Linked DNA regions of Zea mays: regions 2 and 3 are each linked to region 1. Evidence: chromatin contacts called from public Hi-C data. All regions are on one chromosome and are shown on one strand. The core of a region is the stretch at or near the end of the contact, and the rest is flanking DNA. Distances in the headings are between cores, read along the strand shown.

What was found. A called contact is a pair of places that touch in the nucleus more often than the background predicts.
Region 2: a contact with region 1 is called in a Hi-C map of ear, with 1.8 times the contacts expected there. The contact joins the promoter of LOC100280018 here to the promoter of LOC100276010 in region 1. A contact is called at or near these places in 2 of 25 Hi-C or Micro-C datasets (ear and tassel).
Region 3: a contact with region 1 is called in a Hi-C map of ear, with 3 times the contacts expected there. The contact joins the promoter of LOC100194081 here to the promoter of LOC100276010 in region 1. A contact is called at or near these places in 3 of 25 Hi-C or Micro-C datasets (bundle sheath, ear and tassel).

The regions. Positions count from the first base shown.
Region 1 is chr2:30,625,643-30,630,754 of Zm-B73-REFERENCE-NAM-5.0, forward strand. LOC100276010 reads left to right here and starts at 2,455. Exons shown (of 1, transcript NM_001149904.2): 1 at 2,455-3,391. The coding sequence starts at 2,938. The coding sequence ends at 3,207.
Region 2 is chr2:31,105,477-31,110,588 of Zm-B73-REFERENCE-NAM-5.0, forward strand. It overlaps LOC100280018, which reads right to left and starts at 3,067. Exons shown (of 10, transcript NM_001152963.1): 1 at 2,904-3,067; 2 at 2,643-2,780; 3 at 1,717-1,805; 4 at 1,537-1,621; 5 at 1,326-1,385; 6 at 1,149-1,242; 7 at 847-944; 8 at 450-629. The coding sequence starts at 2,915.
Region 3 is chr2:31,034,634-31,039,745 of Zm-B73-REFERENCE-NAM-5.0, forward strand. LOC100194081 reads left to right here and starts at 2,059. Exons shown (of 2, transcript NM_001139136.1): 1 at 2,059-2,314; 2 at 4,112-4,660. The coding sequence starts at 2,094. The coding sequence ends at 4,439.

The DNA.
Region 1 (5,112 bases), core at 1,205-3,704:
GAAATATTTGGAAGGAGCGGAATCGGCGTATTTTTGAGGGCAAGCAAGCATCGACACAAGTGGTCTTTCATCTGGCCAAACAAGAAATGGCGTTGAGACGAGCTGCAGTTGGGCATCCATGTGTAGTGTAATGTCTTCTCTTTTTTGGATTGTGTTTGAGTGTTTTTCGTTATATGTAATAGCAACTTTTTAAGACTCTTGTTTCCCTTCTCTCCTTAAATGAAATAGCAGAGCTCCTGCACTAAGTTTTCAAAAAAAAAGTTTCGGTATGTTGCAGTTTTCAGAGCAGTATGCTACGCTACGTAGTACATACATGTGAATGGACTACAGATGCATGTGCGATGATGCTTCTATTCTTATTTATCTTTGAAACTTAAACTTCAGGTATGCCTGTCTAAAGGTTTAGGCGCCCCCGTTGGATTCAAAGGCCTTCATTGACAAGATCTGTTCATGTGTGTTTCTATGTTTAAACTGCAGCGTTGTATTATTGTAAAAAAGAAAAGAACTGCAGGTTACAATGGAAATATGATTATAAGAATAATACCTTCAGGCCAAAACTCTTCGGAAGTCCTGAACTTGTCACTCTTGCTCATTTTCCTGGAAGGGCTGAACAGAATTGAACAGTTTACAGTGGACTCACTGTGAGGATGTACATTATTTTTAAAATATGATTTAACATTTCAATGTCCTTGTTAATGCTATCTTATTATCATTCTTCTTGACTTTCTGGAGTATTACCATTACTAACATCAATGATGTACCAAAATTAGGAATATCGACTGTTTTTTAACCCACACAATACCATTATACTACATCCATTCTAACTATTCATATGACCTCCTTTACTTATTCAGTGTCAAGCTTGTCCTTGATTACCAAATTTCAGATACCGATGTTCAATATGAAGTGAGATGTTTTAAGGTAGAGATGCAAAGGCTTCCGCCGTTTTTATTTTTTACTATAACCGTTCCGGTTTATGTGTGGCAGTGTGATTATGTGAAAATGTCACTGATATGTTCTTATGTTTTCAGAAAGTTATTGAAGAGACACTGATGAAGTACTGAATTTGAGCATTCGGTAGGTCCTACTACGAAGAACTCGTACGGGCACTAGGACACCCTGATCAGATGCATCATCTCGGTAGCTTTTCCTATAAGGTCTTGTTCGGTTATTCCCGTCCTGTGTGGTTGAATGTGATTGAAAAAAATTATGAAGGATTTTGACTTATTTGGAATTTAAACTCATCCAGTCCCACTCAATCCACATGGATTAAGAGAAAAACGAACCAGCCCTAATTGATTCGAAGATATTGGAGCCACACCAAGCCTTTGCTGAATAAGTGTTGCTTTTCACTCGTTTGTCGGATGTGTCCATTCTTGTGCTTTAGAGCATCTCCAATAGACTCTTTATTTTTTGCTCTCTATTTAACTCTCTATTTAATTTTTTATAATGGTTGCACTCTATATGTAGCATCTCACTCCAACAGACTATCTATTTAGTTTTGCTAGTCAGATGATTAGCCAAATTTAGCTAGTGAGAGAGCAAATTTAGATAGTCAGATAGCTTGACGAGTCAAATAGCTAATCTGTTGGAAAGTTATTTTGCTATTGAATAGCCAAAATTTAGTTTGACGAGTTATTTAACTAGTCTCTTGGAGATATGCTCTTAGTCTGTCTGCGTAGAATTGCCCGATCCATGTTCACTTCCTGGTAAGATGGATGTGGTGAAAATAAATGAAAATGAATAGGTCTTTCCCTAAAATAAAAAGGTAAATGGGACAACAGAAGGAAAAAATTAGAACAGGACCTATAATATACAGAGACATGACAATGGAAACCAAAGGTAAAACCCAAGCATTTCGTTGCAGAATGCGGAAAATATGACCCGGCTTCAATTAGAAGATGATATATGTTGGGTGTTTTTTAATCTTTCGAAAGTCCTGGTACATTTTCCGGCTTCAATTAATAATCTGAAGAGAGTTACATGTGTCTAGGGGTGGTAATTATTCATGGTCTAAATGTTTCTTTACTAACTGTTAGGGTATTAAATTAATTTTAGTTTAAAAATGAATAGAGATATAATCTGATTCTAATATGATCTGTTTCTTAAATTTTATAATGTAAAATTTAGAGCCATTGCCATCCTAGGCGCATGGGGAACAAATGCAAGAAGCCGAACTCTTTAGTGTTAGTCTCTGCGTGAAACATGGATGTTTGGGCTTCATGCTTGACACTTGACAGGATTTCATAACCTGTCCCCAGTTTAAGACTTCAAGTCTTGATTTTATTTCAAAACGTTTAGGGCTTAGGCGCTTAGCTAGGAAAGGCTTATCATTCAGGACATGCAAAGCTAGCAGCAGTAGGGTATGAGTTGTTCTATCTTATCACACCATTGTCATGGTCTGCTGATGCCTCCATCAGTACAACTACCACATGTTGTGTCGTTTGTGAAGATGCTCTTCGTTTCTGTAGCTCCTTCAGCTGTTCACGCACTCCTCCCTGCTGCCCATCGCGCCAGGACAATTCTGTAGTCCAAGCTACGCACGCACCGCTGCGCCCTAGAGCGCGCTACGCACCCAGAGCAATGTCAGCGTCATAGGCATTGTGCTGGCCGCAGTACACGCACAGTACAGACGCTGCTGCTACCTGGCGAGCTGCACATACAAGAAGCAGTGGCATTGGCACTGTTGGCTGCTGGGTGCAAAACCCTGACCTGGCGACGAGCGGGATCCAGAGTTCCAGACGAATCCAGGCAGAGAGGCGACCGATGCAAACGGGTGCGGCCGCGGGGGCCGCCTGCGCGCACGTACGGATGATGGCACGGCAGGTCGGCTAGTCTCGTGACGAGATCACGAGGAGGCGCCGACGATCTCGCTGCCGAGGGCGCGGGGCGCACCCGTACCGCGCTGGCGCCCGCCGCCGCGGAAACAGTCGTCTCATGGGCCATTTGTGCTGGTTCGGCCGTTTAGCTAGACCCAGGCCCGGGACGCTTCTGGCCTTCTATCTAGGCCCGCCCGCGCGCGCGCGGTTAGAAAACAAGGAGGACACGGGTAAAACTGCCGGGCCTGATGCATGCATTTGCGACGGCGGCAGACCTGTTCCATGTTTCAACTCCAAGGTGTTTCTAGTGACTATCTTTATCAATAAAAAAAACAGATCAGCAGATCAACTGGATTCAGACAAGCATGATAGGTTAGGAAGTCACTAGCAGTATGCCAGTATGTGTACGACATGCAAGGCGCCAACGTTATGTAGGAAGAAAGCTGTCAATATGGCAATTGTTGAGGACCATTTGTGACACTGGACACGGCCAGACGGTCCATCCTTAAGCACAACATGCTGTAACTGATGTTATACACATTACACTATCAATATTGCAGAGTATAGTATTCTTATTAAAGGGATCATAACGCCTAATAATAAAGGGTGAATTAGACAACTTTAAAATATATTTTTAAAATTAAGTTCTCTAATTATGACCTAATCAAAACCTATCAAGAAGGTAATTTTGCTATCTTTATCGTAAAAGAGTTATGCAACCTAAGTTACAATCATATCGCTAGCCTAGCAAGCTAACATAGGCAAGTAATAAATAAAGTATAAAAGGTTAATTGAGATATAGATGCAAACTCTCCTCGATGACTTTGGTATTTTTACCGAGGTATCGAGAAACTCACACTTTTCTCTTGTTCTTGCTGGATTCCCTCGCAATGATGCCCTTGCAAGGGCCAAGCTCCTGGCCGAGTAACTTCTTGGATAGCCATCAGGTCTTCTTAGCGCACAAGTGGATCTCTGAGATGGCCTATCTTGAATCGCTCCATGTCGTCGTCACTATCGATCTCTCGAACGATAAGAAAAATGGAACAATGCCCATTTATAGTTAAAATTTTGGTGTTTGATGATCAACATAACCATTCAAACTAATATTATTTGGTAGTGTTTTTTTGTTATAGCTCAAATGATACAAAGTGGGCTTGGATGAAGGCTAAGGGTCATCTGAATGGTCAACATCTCAAGCAAGACATTGGAAGGCATGATTGAAGACCTTCGAGTACATGCAAGAGTCCAAGGAACAAGATGGAAGAAGACTAGACCAATACATATGAAGAAATAAAAAACATATTGCTCAATAGCACCAGATGTGTCTAGTGAGTCACTAGATCTGTGTGACTTTGTACCAAAGAAGGGTTATTGTAATAGAGTACACCATACTAGCAGGTGTGCATCGAATATGCTACTCGGATAATTCTGTGACATGTTTAGAGAGATCCACAAGGCACCGAATGGGGTCCTCAAAGATGGTTGCAAAGTGAACATAGAGGGCTACAATAGACTAGACTTGCATGGTGTAGCACCGGTCAAAGCACCAGATGCCATAACTCAAATAGTTGACAACGTCTAGTTCCAATGACTAGCTAATGTGGACATACATCATTTCATCCGGTGTGAGCACCAGAGTGTCTAGTTAGTACCCAGATTTCCTATGTCACTTCTAACAACTAGTTATAGACTTGGATCTATATATGCCATCCCAATTGATCATTTGAAAGGTGTGGGAGATGAGAAATATTGCAATTGAGTTGAGACTCATTCCTAATAGCTCTAGACACCCATCTGCTCAAAGGTCACTCAATGATTAACATAGGTGCCTTTTGAAGTGCTTAGGTTAGTTAGACCAAACCACTACATATAGTGCATTAGTGCTTGCTCTAGGTTTAGGCCTAGTGTTAGAAGTGAGTCTATAATACCTCTTATCCATTGGTGATTGCGCACATCATTGCATTAGTTATACCGGAGGAACTTATAGACTTGCGAGATCACACCAACTATGTTGTAGTGTGGCTGTCACCGCGTAATGGAGGGAACTAGACCCATGATGATTTAGTTAGAAACTCGATAGTGAAAGAAGTGGAGAGCATCCGACAGAAGCTACACCAGAGGCCCACTTGTGTGTTGGGAAGTCCCTGTCCTATCCATAAATTTATCTAACCGAGAGCTTGTATGTAACACCCCGTCCAATCCCTGGACCGGTGGTCCTTACTCCTGGTAGCTCTCTAGGATCATATATTGTCCCCACAGACCAACACGGGTCTTTTGTGCACACTTTGTCCTC
Region 2 (5,112 bases), core at 1,817-4,316, 480 kb after region 1:
AGGTCACGAAAGTTGCCCCCCCCCATGTAACATGAGGGTCCCCCCTATAGGCTAGATCTCACTCGTGCTTTCAGCCCCGACAGCCCCTACACGAGGATCCCCCCCCCCCAAAGGTTAGTCTATCTCGTGTGCACACAACTAGAGGAACTAGCGAGTGATTTTTTTTAAAATCTCAGCCTGGAATTCGCTCACACAAGGATTCGAAATCAGGACCTAAAGAGTGCTACTCATACCACTAACCAACTCAGATAAAGCCCTTTCGCTCTCCTAGATAATATTAATATAAGCAGAAGTTCATGTAGATCTACGCTGGCATGTGGTGTCGTATGGTTGCATTTGCAATGCATGTCAAGTGCAATTTTTCACTGTGTATATTTGCCTGATGATGGTGTAATGGAACAGCTACAATGATAGGATAGACGATGATATGTCATCCTGCAAATATGTACCTTGCCTTGAGTTGTTGAACAAACAGTAGATGCCAATCCAATTCCAGCTCCAATTCCCATGACATTGAAAAGTGTTGATATGGCTTCCCCTTTAGCAAATAAATCACTAAGATTGCCTTCTTTGGCGAAAGAAGAGTAAATTGGAAGCCTCGTTGCTCTTGCTGCAACAACGGCCATTCCCTGCAATAAGAAGTAATGTAACATACTAACATTTAACATTGCAGCTCAATTTTCAGACAGAAAAACCAGGAAAATATATTGTCATTGCAATGTTAACCATTCTGTATGGTTATTTGAGTCTATGTTAAGGGAAACATTTCTTACTCGTTCATAAATACTAAAACACAACTTTGCATGCAAAAATGTCAAATAGAAGAAATTCAGTTAGAAAGGCCACCTTCGCAAAATTTCCCAAGCCTGCTACTTCAAGGAAAAGTTGTGGACACAGCGGCGAAACAACTTCCAATGCAGTACCAAGATCGTAGAGAACATCAGCTGTCAAAATAGAGCAGTAGAAACATAAATAATATGGAAAATGGTGAAATGACTTCCAAGGCAGTGACAAAACCATAAAGAACATAGACTGTCAGACCTACAGAAATAGGCATGAATAGCATAATCTAGAGAAACAGCAACAAAAAAGGGGAAACTGTAAATGTGTCAATATAAGGTCACGGGATTCATATCACCATTTCTCACCAAGTATCCTCCAACTCTTTGGTTCAGAATCCATTCTTGCACCCATGCTGCTACAAATGAGCTTTCCTGCGTGCTGCATTCCATCTTTTAGAATCTGAAATACATAGAGAAAATCAGCCAATATGTTTCATAGCAGTACCTGCTTGGACTTTAGCATCTCTGTCATCATATGCTTACCCAACTTACAGCAGTTGCTTGCGCCGGGGTAGGTCGCAAACCTGCAGCAAACAGCAAGGACTGAGCCGCAGCCCACTTGAGCAGTCAGTTGACGAGCATAATTGAAGTGAGCAGAAGTCAAAGAGCTCAAATGCTTGAAAGCCTGTTCTGAAAGACCAACTGGAATTCATGGAATCAACACACACACAACATATGAAAAGGATTTACTGACCTGTGTTGATAGCACATGTAGCATAGCACTCGAGAAATGCTGTAGCACACGGAATTTGGTATAAGTTAAGTAACCTTCATTCACACTGCATGATTAATAGAAGAGACCCAGAGACTTAGCATAATAGGATGTATCCCGGCAGAATTATCTAGAATAGCAACAAGCCTAGGAACTCCATACCTGTATGGATAACCTGATGGGAAAAATTTGTTCAAGAAAGAATCAACAAGTTTGTCATGTATAGGTCTAGAATCCTGAATAACTTTTACCTGCAGGAAAATAAGAGTTATTGACTAATAGCAAATTGAATAAAACCTTTTGATATTAATGAAGTAAGGCTTCACTGATTTCGCTACAGAATCATGCTTGCACACTTAGGTTATATGATTTTAATTTGTCCAAGCAAACATTTAGAGGTTGTATTTCAGGCATCAAGTTGTACATTTCTGAGGTACTGGTACAGCGAGAGAAATGAAGGCCTGTAAATATGTGTGCCATTGAGGCAAATCATTACTATCATCAAAATAAACAGCCTAGCAGCTCAGCCTCAGATACTGTGATTAGTTTTTAAGCTATCTCCATGATCTGTAGTGCAATGTTAAAACTGCAGCTGGCATAACCATTCTGAAGTTATATATAACTTATAATAGGGGTGACAAAGTACATGGGTTCATCAACAAGTTGAACATGTTCAAGCAGGCAAATCATTTGGTTACCCAACAAAAATGTTTGGAATGTTGAGAAGATGGTCTATCACAGCACTGATTGCAATCTGCAAAACTTCAAAGGCAAAACGCCGACCAACCACAAAACCTTTTAGCAGAAAACAACCGTGGCAATCAGGAGAATGCTAGTGCCTAGTTAAAACGCTCTGGTCCCATTTCCCCCTCTGCTCTTCCTCTTGTTTAATGGAAGTGCTAGTGGGGAACACCTACTCTGGTACTTGCTGAAAGAATGTAAAGCATGCTCAGCTAACATGGTGTTAAGTCATCCCACGGGCAGATTTCTGTTCCCCCACAGGAAGGATAAAAGTCTGCGATATAATAGAACAGTATGCGGTGTGGGATTCAGGAAATTAATAGCTCCAGGTAAAAGAGAAAGCTTACAGAGATGCTGCGGCTACCGCTGCCGGCGGCGTCGAAGCTGCAGAGCCGTGAGACGGACTCCGAAATCTCCACCCAGCACTCCGGCCGCGGGGGGCGCTCCGTGGCAGCCGCCCTGTCGCCACCTCCACGTATCCTTTCCTGTGAGATATTTCGCGCAGAGAGGGGGAAGAATAAGGGCGGTTTCATTCAGCACAAGGAAACTATGCATGGCGAACAAGGCGCTGGAGCAACTGGTAGGAGGATCGAGGCGCCTCTGCTTACGAGTATGTTCATCTAGGTTAGCTCGGAGCGCGGCACGGGAGCTCGAGCCTCGACGTCGCCGCCGCTTCAGCGCTGCCTTGACGCCACCCCTTCACGGTTGATGTCTGGTGGCCGTTCTACCTCTCACCGCCCGGTCGCGGTGAGACCGGGACGCCGCCCGAGGCCGAGCTCGGCGGAAGGGTCGAAGGGATATGGGGGGATGGGGGCAGCAGAATCAGAAAGACGGCGGGGTGGGTTCCTTCCCTGACTCGCTCGTCATCCGGCCCGGGGCCCGTCACCCGCAGCTGGATTGCGGATTGCATCCGTGTTTCTTTCCTCCGAGTCAGCCCAGATTCTAGCCGGTCAAGTTGGGCCTAAGGGTAGGAGGAGACGGGCAGCCCAGCCGTTTCATTTCCCTTTCGATGAGAGTGTCAAAATGTTTTCTTTTCTATAAGCCTATCTGCATATCTCCAACAGTTAATTCATCCTCATAATTATATTCAAACTATATTCTATGAATATTATAGAATGTAGTATAGAATAGTGTATATGAGTAAACTTTAGATAATCTACTAGAGCGATCTAAAGCATATGAGCTTTTAGAGCATCTCTAACTGCTCATATTATTTTTCTCCCAATATCTATATATTGGGCTCCTCCTAAAAGTCTAAAAGCTCAAAAGTATATCCAACTTCAACAGCTCCTTACAAAAATACCCCAACACAGCCTATCTCGCTGGTGCCGCTAGGTACAACTGCTCGATTTTTTTTATGTTGCCTACTTGATGCCGACTGAGAATTTTGTTGACAAGACAATTTGTTATCTGAAGTTTTCTGACCTTTCTCCAAGTAAGTGACCTAGTGCTATATTAGTTTTTCTATTTTTTGATCAAATCTGTACAGGGCGGCATGATATATGTTTATTGGATTTTTTTTATTTCTTGGCTCGTCCTCAAATTGACAATGTGAGTGTCTGATTTTGGGATATCGGAAAAATTGGTAGCATAGATCAGGAGTTTATCCCTAAGACCTAGTTTGACAACCTCATTTTTCTATAGGATTTTCAATTTTCCAAAGGATAATCAACTTATTTTATTTGGAAAATGAAAAACCCTTGGAAAATTGGGGTTCTCAAACCAGCCCTAAACTATTGTTTTGAAGGTAACAATTAGAAGCCATTGAAGATGCTCTTGCCACTAGTAGAAAAGAGCTCAAAACCTGCGGCACCCATAAATTATCACTGACGGTTTCAGTTACCGCGCGCCAATAGAAAAATCAGGTGGGCCCGGCTTGGGAACCACCAGTGGAGACCTATTTTCACTGGCGGTTCTCTTAACACAACCGCCAGTGGAAATAGGATATTTACACTGGCGGTTGGTGTAACAGAACCGCCAGTGAAAATCTAATTTCCGCTGGCGGTTCTGTCACTGGCGGTTGTGTTAAGATAACCGCCAGTGGAAATAGGTTTCCACTGGCGGTTTTTCAAGCCAACCATCAGTGAACTATGTGTTATAAATACCACTCTTCCTCCCCGACAGGAGCTGTAGCTCGCAGCCAACTTCCATTGGAGGCGATTTTGGAGGTTCAGATTTCACAAAATACAAGGGGGAGGTTTTGGTCTTCATTTTTTGGAAGAAGGTGAATAAGAAAGGTTGGTTTATGTTTCTTTGTCAATTTTTGTTCATTATTGCTCAATTTTAGCCACATTTTGGATTTAGGGTTTTATATGTGAGAGAGAAGAGTATAGCTAGGTTATTTTCTCTATTTCCTCAAATGAGGTTGCTTAAGATGGTTAGATTTTGTCTATTCCTTCTCCTTTTTCATGTTTAGTTCTCAAATCAGTTTATCCATGACACATATTTAGTTGCTTAATGAATGGTGAATGTGTTGTATGGAGAGGAAGGATGATAGGTTTGGTAATTAAGATTGTTTTTATTAATTGTTATGAAAGGTTGGTTTAATTATGTTTCAATTACCAATTATTGTTCATTTTGTTCAAATTTAACTACATTTTAAAACTAGGCTTTCACCATGTGTTAGAGATAGGTTTGGGTATTAAGATTTTTTGTTTATTAGTTGCTAGGAAAGTTTGGCTTATGTTTCTTTTGCCAAATTTTGTTCATTTTCCCTCCATTTTAGCCACATTTTGGATCTAGGGTTTCACCATGTGTTAGAGATAAAGTAGTTAGGTTGCCTAATCCAACCGCCTATGACCTTTGTTGTATAAATAC
Region 3 (5,112 bases), core at 809-3,308, 410 kb after region 1:
ATCGTGACATATATCGAAGTCTGCATGATACTGATGGTTGTAATGTAGTGCTGAAACAGATAGATTATAAATAACAAAATTTATGTATGGCCAGAATCACAAATTGATTATGAAACATTTTCTCATAACGGTATAACACACATTTTGTATATAAGTTATCGTAGTATACTGGTATTATATATTCTTGTTGCAACGCACGGGCATTCAGCTAGTATATACATATGCCTTCAATGGAGCTATAGTTTGTTTCATGGTCATGGCTTGAGATTTACAGTGATCGCGTCATGTGTTTCAAGATTTAGAAACTCGTAATGCCATCTGTATGGGTACACAAAGTTTATATATTTACCAATGATCGTGTTATACATTCTGATTTATTATTTAGGATCAGACTTTACAATGAATAAAAAAGAAAGCTACCAAAGATAAGACAAAAAGATGGCTTACTTGAGCTTATCTCGTGACATTATAGTAAGTAAAATAGGAATGATATTATTAAGCTTTTGAGATTTTGATTACAAACTATTTAACAAGTTGAAGAACTTCAAAATCAAAGTTTAAACAAAAAGGATAAAAGATATGACAAAAACTTTGAAACATCGACAAGTGGACAGCTTATTGAGGATCACCAGAGCACCCGCTGTGTGGTTTCCAATAGATCTGGCGAAGTGCATTTTTGTAGAATATTCTAGAGAATTTACAACCTTTGCAACGAGTACATGCTCGGCAGTAATGAACTTCGGATCTACTAGATATGGACAGATTATTGAAAGGTCAGTGTGCATAACACAGGGTACGGTGACCCCGCACACAATTTCTCATCAGATGAACATGAGTTTTTTTTAATAATCCTATACATAAAAATAACAACTTCTAGTTAGAAGATACGACCAAAACACAAGAAAATTATAGTACCGCCGTAGATTCAATGCGCTTATATATAGTTTTGAACTAACAAATCATTGAGTGAAGTCTAGTAACTTGGCCACAGCATAGTATCATTATACAATCTGGTACTGGTGTTCACAAGATCATCCGGTCGGTGTTTAAAAAAAATACCGGTCGAGCAACATCTGGTGGGTTTGGTAATTTGGTTTATGCTATTTTGATCCACTAGTCAATTTTTAGGAAAAAAAACTACATAATCCCTCACCTTTTTTCTTTTATATCTATTTCACTCTTGTAGAAGTAGTAGAAGTCGATACTGAATAAAAACCAAGCGAACATGTGTCAAGCACCTTAGACTTTTATAAACCAGCTGTTCAATCCCAGTCCAAACTAGTTCACACTGATATGATAACTTTAGGCATCTACACTTCACTTCATATATCAAAACAACGTTGAACTAGACATAGTCACTTATACATTACTCCAACTAAACTTTAGTTCTAGGTGGTCTATTTTTTTTGAATTTATTTGGTGATTAAACTTAGTTTAACTAAATTTTAGATCTAAGTGATCTGAACATGTCTTAAGAGAAGTTTGTCCTAGAAACTTCCAAATGTAAAAGAAACACCATTGAACAGGAAATTTATTTGGTGATTCTCTCTGCTCCATAAAAATATCATTCTCATTTCCCAAGTTGTCAAAATTTCCATCTTTAGCCAAATATATATAGAACTACTAATATATTTATATATAATAATTATTACTAGATAGATCTTTAAATATATTTTTTATAATAAACTTATTTAAGATACAAATGCAACTAATATTTTCTGAGAATGTAGTTAAATTTTAACTTTAAAAATATCCAGCCCATATCTATATAAATAAATAAATAAAATGCTCAGCACACCTCACATTCTCAACGTGTCTCCCTCGAGGCCCATTATCCCATACCATCACCTGCGAGCTGGTTCTAGACAAAATATATTCAAAGTCCAAGGGAGGAGATGAAAATCTCATACCCATGGCATGACAAATAAAGACAGGCATGGGCCCGGTGCACGCTCCTTCCAAAAGGAGCCGATCTCAAAAACAGAACAGTGTCCGCATTTCAAACTGGGCTCCATAAAGTTCTGTCGCCTCGCCTGTGACCTGTAGGGTGTAGGGTAGCAGCAGGCAGCGGAGGGGAGAGAGAGAGAGGGGGGATGGATTCTCAAGCGCCGCTTCGTCCTCCTCTAGCTTTCGCCTGCTTCATCTTCCTTTGCTCATCCTTCTGCGCAGCAAATGGGATGTACGACAGGGTTGGTGCGGCGGCGTCAGATGGGGAGAGCAGGAGGATGCGGCTGCACACCGACGGGAGCCGCGGCGACGCGCACGCGTGGCCTGGGTACCTCTACACCCGAGCAGTTGGGAGATGCACACCCCAGTAAGCAACTCAAACCACTCCCAGTCCCGTTCTTGGAATCAAATGTAGTGCCTTCCTTAGGTCGATGTTAAGAGGGTCTAGCTTTCAGTTGGTTAGTCCAGCAACTTTTGTTGCTCATTGTGTCGAGCACATATGTCGAGCACATATCCTGTGCAATCACTCATTTTGGTGCAAGCGTGCAATCAAACTATCCAGAGCATCCAATCTAGATCCTACGGTTTCATATGGAAGAGGTTAAAAGTAAAATAGGCACTATGTTTTAGGAAGACATTGAATCTATCCTGGTCAAGGAAGTAAATGAATAAGAGGCTGCATCTTGGGATGTTCCTGCGTGTAATCTTTCCTGGTCAAGGAAGTCGGTGGTTTTAGATACCTCCAGAGTACACACTGACACTGTAGGAGCTGGATGCTCTGTAGCGTACTAAACCGAACCTTTTAAGTTCAGGATGCAGAGAATGAGAAGGCATGAAAATGAGAGCCTTTTTGGTTGGTTGATGCAAGATGTGTCCCAAAAATTTAATCTTCTGGGGATTGGTAGATCTCAAATAATTGCCGCTTCAGCCATAAAATTCCAGTTTTTTCGTACTTATACTATTGCAGCGCAACCCTTTGCGAGCCCACCACCTCAAACGTCCTTACTTGAAATACCTTGTCGTACACTCCATCCCGAGCTAAAATTCCTAAGCAAACCATCCCATGGAATCGTCCTGGTAGGCTGTACAGCACTTGCTCCATCGAGTACGTTTCGGCTTTTGAACAAGAAGTTAGGACGTTGTCTGGTCAGGTAGAGATGTCGTTGAGCCATTGGCAATTTTGCCATTATCATTTGTGGGCTTCGCCAGTATGCCATCAGACCCACAAATCATAGACACAGACGGTCCCACCAGTCATAGACACGGGATGGCATAATAACAGGCAGCCAAAATTGAGAGTGGCAAAATAGCAAATTTCTCAGATGATGTCGTTGTAAGTTGTAACAATGTTCTTCCTTGGTAATCATGTCACTCCTTATTTGCAGTATCTGTATGTGGCGCAATTTTCCATTTTTTGAGTTGGTTGTTGTGAGTGCTCAACCATCATAAAACAGCTCCTGTCCTGGCCTAGTCCCATGACATTAGGACCATCCACATTGGTTTCATTAATTATACAAATCTATGAGCATTTCGTCGATCTCAAGCTTTGGTTGTCGTTGTTGTCCTGTTGTGGGGCGTCCTGTTATTAAGAGAAGTTGTTTGGGCTTGTGGCCTTGGGGGGCGTTCTCTGCAATAGATGCATTGCTATCATAACATCTGTGTGATCCAGTTCTGTGGATCACGCCTTTCTACATACGATTTTTATGGCGACAAGTCAGCAAAATGGCTACAACTACCTGCTGGTGCAGCTTGGTAAAAAAAAAAATCCCATCCATGGTGAGTTTTTAAAAAATAATCATAGTTATGGCCTTATGGGTACTGACAACCAGCTAATTGCTAAACAATATCGAGTCCAAAAGAGTCCTTCCATGAATCTAGGGAAGGAAAAACACATCTAGGGAATAAAAAGAGTTCTTGATCAGTTTTATACATCTGGCAATCAAATAAAACTTGGGAACACGTTCCTTTTCCTTTACATCATAGTAGTTATTAGCTGTTGGCCTACTGATGCTCTTTCTGTATGGAACACAACTTCCTTTTTGGATTGTTTTTCCTCAGTACTAACATCTATTTGTGAGTGTCTGCCAAACACTATAACTGTTTATTAAGATGTTGGCGAGATCCTCGTATCAATATCACATTACCGTCTGCAAACACACTGCAGATTCTGGAGCAGCGGAGCCGAGCCCTGGCCCAACATCGTCCCACAGGAAGCGGCGGTGGCGAAGGTGTTCGGGTCTAGGTCCGTGGAGCGCTACGGGCCGCGCCTCACCCTGCTGGAAGCTACCATGAGGACCGACGATGCCGGTGGCAGCGCCTTCGTGAAGCTCGTGAAGCAAGGGAGCGCCGCCCTCCTCAACGCCTACGCGAGGAGAGGGTTCCCTTTCGACTCCTGGGAGGTGAAGGCCCTGCTGCTGGAGGCGCTGGTGTCCGAGGATGCCGCTGTGGTCCAGGCGGAGCGGTTTGAGCAGGCCAACGAGTCCTGCGTTTGATCTTCGATGGATGAAGATGCAACGATGGTGCCGCTGTAGTATCGTGTTCCTGGTTGGTCACCACTTCTGTGACTTTGGCGTTGAGGTTTCTGAAGCCGCAACTCTGTCCAAGTCGGCATGTTTCTCTAGATGCCGGGCTTTGTGTAATGCTGTGTGCACTGATGTGTAGTAGGTTGTAATCTACGGACCGTGATTTTTTTTTTACTATTTCAATGGTAATGGAAGTTCTATGTTGTCGCACGCACCGTCGTGTTCGTCATGCTTGCTACCGTGCCCTGATTGGAGTCTGCGTGGCGCCGAGAACACAGGCCCCAACCCCAAGCCGGCCACCCCAGTGGTGCCGTCTGCCATGGCGCCCGCGCGCCAGTTCGTCGTGTTCGCCCAATCCCACGAAGCTACCGAGCGAGTGGTGAACTGGAGCCGTGGGGCGTGGGCTGGCTGTGGTGGCCTGGCCCCACTTTTGCGGGCGGCTGGGCTCATCGCGGATTTTCCGTTGCGGACCCCAACGGGCCGGCATGGGGATGTGGGCTTGCGCGTCTCTCGTCGGCGTCCGAGTGGAGAAACGAGGTCGTGAGATGGGGTGGGGCGTTGGACCTCATATTTTATTTGGGCTACGCAAAAGATAGAGCGAAATTTGCCGCCGAAGGCACAAAAGATGTGTTGACTTGAGCCT